2 separate regions of the Mus musculus genome follow, and region 1 is linked to region 2. A link is a contact called in public Hi-C data. All regions are on one chromosome and are shown on one strand. The core of a region is the stretch at or near the end of the contact, and the rest is flanking DNA. Distances in the headings are between cores, read along the strand shown.

What was found. A called contact is a pair of places that touch in the nucleus more often than the background predicts.
Region 1: a contact with region 2 is called in a Hi-C map of cerebellum, with 1.8 times the contacts expected there. The contact joins the promoter of 2010320M18Rik here to the enhancer-like site in region 2. A contact is called at or near these places in 1 of 484 Hi-C or Micro-C datasets (cerebellum), 2 of 115 datasets of contacts at active chromatin or transcription factors (embryonic stem cells and pancreatic cancer cells) and 1 of 9 other capture datasets (liver).

The regions. Positions count from the first base shown.
Region 1 is chr8:70,775,485-70,778,184 of GRCm38.p6, reverse strand. It overlaps 2010320M18Rik (RIKEN cDNA 2010320M18 gene), which reads right to left and starts at 1,323. Exons shown (of 1, transcript NR_029440.1): 1 at 579-1,323. It overlaps Pik3r2 (phosphoinositide-3-kinase regulatory subunit 2), which reads left to right and starts at 1,473. Exons shown (of 16, transcript NM_008841.3): 1 at 1,473-1,578. Mast3 (microtubule associated serine/threonine kinase 3) reads left to right here. Exons shown (of 26, transcript NM_199308.2): 26 at 1-68.
Region 2 is chr8:70,394,414-70,397,167 of GRCm38.p6, reverse strand. The region is part of intron 8 of Crtc1 (CREB regulated transcription coactivator 1); the gene reads left to right. Among named protein-coding and RNA genes, the nearest start is that of Gm51533, 21 kb to the right of the region's middle. Within about 2 kb of position 1,252, at least 24 of the 459 cell types and tissues checked have an H3K27ac peak or open chromatin away from gene starts, as enhancers often do. A contact at or near this core is called in cerebellum, where this site is marked.

The sequences.
Region 1 (2,700 bases), core at 74-2,573, 380 kb before region 2:
GCTGTGCATGAGTAGCCCTCTACCCATCTTGGAGCTGGCATCAAATAAAGTCCCATGAAGACATCTGATACTGGTGTGTGCATTTGTGAGTGGCTGGGGGTAGGGAAAAACTGATGGCTCGATATCATCTAAGTGAGTTTTGTTGGCTGTATAGGGGTTTGGTTAAACACTTAATCCAAGCCAGCCTGCATCCCAGCTACCTAGCAGGCTGGGATCCTGGCTAGGGCAATAGGGCAAAATCTCATCTCTAAAATGAAGTGTTTCCAGGCATGGCTGTATACACATGTAATCCTAACACTTGGAGGTGGGGGCGTGGGGAGGCACGAAGCAGAAGGATCATGAGTTCAGATACAGCCTGGGCTAATAACAAGACCCTGTTTCAAATAATAAAGCCAAAGGAATCAATGATTAAAAGCACTGGCTGCTCTTCTAGAGGACCCAGGTTGTATTCCCAGCACCTACATGGCAGCTCACAGCCGTAACTCAAGTTCTAGAGCATCCGATGTCTCTTCTAACTTCCACAGACACCAGGTACTCACAAGGCGCACAGTTGAACATGAAGAAAAACACAAAATCTTAAAAAGGAAAAATCCAAAACGCTGGGCGTCATAGCTCTTGCTTTTAATTCCAGTCGGGTTATACGCGGCTGTAATTTACTGAACCTGGATCCTGTGCAAGAGCAGTGAGCATGCTTAACTGCCGAACTCTCGCTGCAACCCCTCCGTCCCAATTTTCTACCCTAGTCTTTGCGGTGAGCTAAAATAGATAAATGAATCCCTCGGAAATCAGCCGAACAAGCTCGGCAACTTCTGGTTCTCTCCGTCTCGCCAGAGTCTGTCCGTATTTCCGGAAACAATCTCGCTTCCGGACGCTGATAAGCCGCATTCTCGCGCGTGTTGGGCCGGAGACACTTCGGCTGTTTCCGGACGCCTAGGGTTGTCATGGCAGTGCCTTCGCCTTCCATTCCTTCCACCAGCGGCTCTCCATTGAGGGTACAGCTGCCGAGCTCGTCCAGTGGACCTTCGGCAATTTCCGGAAGCTATCGGCGGCCTCCGAGTCAACTCCCAAGGCCTGGAGTTGAGGTCGTTCGGTTCCTCCCAGACACATTCCGCGGTCTGGCAGGTTCACGACTTCGTAAAAAACACAAACAAACCCCTGTTATGGCACGTTCTGCTGCTTCCGGAATGGCTCGGGTATCTCAGAGTCCCAAGTCCACCGAGCCCAGCTTCGGACCGAATGCGTTCCCGACCCTTCCGCTTTCTAGTGTTTTCGTGAGCCTCCGACGGCCGTGCTCGGCTGTCTCCGACCAGCCTCGGCTGTCTCGTGGCAAAGCCCAGCCTCCCATTCCCGCGGGAGCACACTCGGCAGCTTCCGGAGGCTTGCCCGCGTGCCTCGGTCTTCGGGCTCCGCCTCGTGTGGGGGGAAAGGCCCGCCCTCCCGACCCGAGTGCGCTCGGCTATTTCCGCCTGGGGGCGGGCCCGAAGGCTTGGAACCGCGGCGACGGTGGCTGACGCAGGGATCCCGCGGCTGCGGCGACGGCGGCGGCGGTCGTGGTGGTGGCGACGGCGGCCGGAGTGGGTGAGTCGATGGTGGTGGGGAGGACCCGAGGAGAGAAGGAGCCGCACAAAACCGGGCTCCGAGCTGAGCGTGGGGCTGTGCAGCCTGCGGGGTAGAGACAGGGTCTCTAAGGCCGGGAGGTCCCCGCCCGCAACGGGGCGGAGAGCGGGACACGACCCCGGATCCGGCCACTTCCGTCGTCCAGGGGTCTTCGGGGTGCACGAGGGTCTAGGGGCCCGTCTGTGTGAGCACACAGACTATGCGTGCATCGTAGGCCCCTCCTTTTGCATTGGGGGTTCCGCGATACCCTCCCCCCATGGTGTGCAGACGTGCTCGGCACGGGGGCGGGCAGACGGGTGGCTTTCTTAGGAGAGGCCTCTCCGACCCTCAGTTTCCCTACCTATAACATGCAGGCCACAAGAGGCCGGACAGTGAGTCACACCGGATACCCTGGACCACAAAGCCTTAAGTCCCTCTAGGACACCTGCACCGGGTCCCCGAGATCTGGGGATGAAGCCCAGACCCTCCCCTTGGCACGCTAAACGCCTTTTTCATGGCTTCTTTCTGAAAGCCTCTGCATCCTAGACAGGCGTCTTCCACCATCGGGCCTTTGCAGGAACCGGTCTGTCTATGCATTGCCCTGTCCCTATACGAGGACCTGTCAGCCTTGCTCCCCCAGGAGGATGCACAGAAGACCCAACTGCAGGCTGGAATGGGGACCCAGGCTAGGACCCAATGTGGGGTGTCCAGCTCCTGTCCCCATCCTACTGTGGCACTAAGGTGACCATGGTTCTTCTTGACACCTCCCCTCTCTTGCATCACCAGAGAGCCCCAGGCTAAGGCAAGCTGGGGACACCCCTGCACCCTGTCTCAACCTCCCCTGCAGGAACCAAGGCTTCTGTTTCCTTGGATGCCCACCCAGGCCACAGCTCTTGATAGGCCATGTCCACTGCTCAGGTGTTCAACCCCTTCTTGGGGTTCCCCAATAACCCCAAGTCTAACTGGCCATGTGGTCACTGTCTTTGTTCCTGCCTTGAACTTGGGTGCATCTGTGGTTGGCTTCCTCCTGATGAGTGGGGTTCTTCAGAGAGCTCTGAACTTCAGTTCCCACAACCCTAGTGGGGACAGCAAAGCATTCAGCTC
Region 2 (2,754 bases), core at 3-2,502:
TAAAGGCATCCCTGTCAGTCCCACCATGAGCCTAAGCCTCTGCACGTCCATCTGCTCCTGTCCCACCCCATCAGCCTCCCCATCCCCAGCCTTACCTCACAGCTACACTGCTCACCCCAGGGCCTTTGCACAAGCTGCCTGGGCATAGCCCTCTATCCTGCCCACTCACACTGCCCCAAACAGCACCTTCCATTGTTCTTCAGCATCCCTTTTCCCTGATGTGACACAGCAAGCCCCAAGTTGCTGGGGCTGTAGGCTGCAATGTGGATTAGGACAGATGGCGGGGTGGGGGTGGCAGGGGGCGGGGAGACACAGAAAGGATGGGGATACAGGTCATTTGGTGAGCTCTGTGTGGATTTGCTCTCCAGACCTTGGATTAGGGGCTGGTAAGGAGCACTATGGCTCGCGGGGCAGGATCGATGTGGGGAGTTGAAACCAGGGTCCTCCAGCTTGTCGCTGATGCCAGCTCTGGGTGGGGGTGGGGGTGGCAGATGAGAAGGTGCAGGTGTGCCTGGGGTGTTTTCTTTCCTGAGATGAAACATGAAGGTCACTTGTTGCTGGGGCTAAAACCTGGGGACTTCTGTGCTCATTTGATGCTAAAGATAGAAGTGGGCCCCCTCACGGGTGCCCAGCCAGCGCCATGTTCATGAGCCACACATTCTACCTCCTCAGCTCCTTTCCTAGGCTTCCAGGTGAGCAGATGGGACCAAAGGCCACGAGTGCAGGGCCCTGGTGTGAGATGTGCAGGCCTTTGGCCCTTCACAGCCTGACTTGTGCCTGTTAGTCTCCGGCTGTGAGGCCCAGGGAACCAGGGTGGGTCTAGGTGTTTAGAAGAAAGGAAGGGCCTAGCCCTGCACAGAGGCTGCCATATCCAAATCCTTTCTCCTCTCTGAATCTCCCTGTACCTCCTGCTTTGGGGCTCCACACTAGCTGCTGCAGTTCCAGTGTAAACAAGCACAGGGAAATAGCTTATGCGGCATTGGGTGGCCAATCCTGACTGGTAATATGTGCCATGTGTAGTTGTTTAAGAGCCAGCCAATCCCCTTTACAGGGGCTTTATTTTCTGGGCACCTTTCAGATGAAGCCAGGCCCTAGCACATACAGACAGTTTTCACCTCCCCATCCTAGTGCCAGACCCTGGTCAGGGAGAGCAAGGAGCTAGGAACCAAGCCCCTGCTCCATACTGTCTGAGGACAGTACACAGGGAGGTGACAACACGTGTCCGCTGCTGGCTATGCTCCATTCAGGGCTACACCAGGGCTTGTATGCCAGAGCCAGGCCACTGCCACCTGGCCAGCCTGCCCCACCCTCCCCTGCCCAGACTTCCCCTCCAGCTGGCTCTGCTCCAGAGGTGATCCAGGCTGGGCAGAGAAACCCGCTAGCAGGATACCCATGTGGCTCGCCTGCCCATCTGGCCTCTCTGGGTGTGACGGTGCTTAGGCAAGAGCTAAGAATGCCCTCATGTTCATGGTCAGCAGACCAGGGACATATCAGCTGGAAGTGTGAATTCTTTGACCCACAGATATGTGTGTGTCTGTCTCTCTGTATGCATGCATGTGTGTGTGTCCATCTTTTGCTCTGTATGTGTGTATGCATGAGTGTGGACATGCATGAATGTATGTTTATCTGTCTGTGAGCACATGTGTGCATGTGTGCTCATGCTTATTAATCACTTTGAATCCATGTTTAAAAATCAAGCCAGAGGGCAAGGTATGATGAAATATCCCAGGAGATAGAGGTAGGTGGATTAACCCAGAACCTTGTGCATTCTAGGTAAACAGTTTACCAACTGAGCTACAAGCATTCCTCTTAGCCAAGTCCCAACCTTCCACATCTACTTAACAGACTTACCTTCTGAGTGAGTGTTTGCCTGCATGTATGTCTGTGCACTGAATGTGTGGCTGGTGCCATTGGAGCTCAGAAGAAGCTAGCTGTAGGAGCCCTTGGGGCTGGAGGGACAGGTATTGTGAGCCCATGTGGGTACTAGGAATTACACCCAGGTTTTCTGCAAGAGCAGCCAGTGCCCTTTACCACTGAGTCATCTCTCCAGCCCCTGCATCCGCATCTTACAGAGTCCTACCTGTGCTGTACATCCTCACAGGGCCCAGCATCTGCTACAGATCTGAACAGGAAGTGTCTCAGCCCTGACAGACAAGGGAGGGAGCTGTCATTCAGAAGCAAGGCCATAGCCCGGAGTCCTGGACTCAACTCTGAGTGCTGCCTCCCAGATTCCCTGTGCCTAGGATTCTATTGACAGTCCCCCCACAGTGGAATCTGGCTCTGCCACTGCTACCACATCACAGGGCTGAACAGGAGCAGAGCCAACCAGGACCTGAGGGGAAGTGTAGGCCGTCCCACAAGTGACTGCCACAGGCACAAAGGCCCCTGGCCCTGTCATCTCCCCTAGGAGTGCTAGGTGTCTTATCACCCACCCACCTTCAGGAACAAGGTGAACCAGGTGCCCAGGGCAGGCAGGCCCCGGATCTCCTGGTGAGTCAGGCAGCCTCATCCGGCTTGATGGTGCCAAGTCCTCCCTATGCTCCTGACTTCACTGAGGCCTCCACTGTTAATATCTGATAGCTTGCGATACGGAAGCAGTGTCTTAGTAACTGGGAGGGGGGTGTCAGATGCAGGGCCCTCAGGGCTCCCCTGTCATCAGAGAGCCTGTTGCCTACTTGGTTTGGGGCCCAGGATGAGGCTGCAGGCCCCCACTCTGCCCAGTGCCCTGGATCTCACCCAGGTCCCTCATCACCT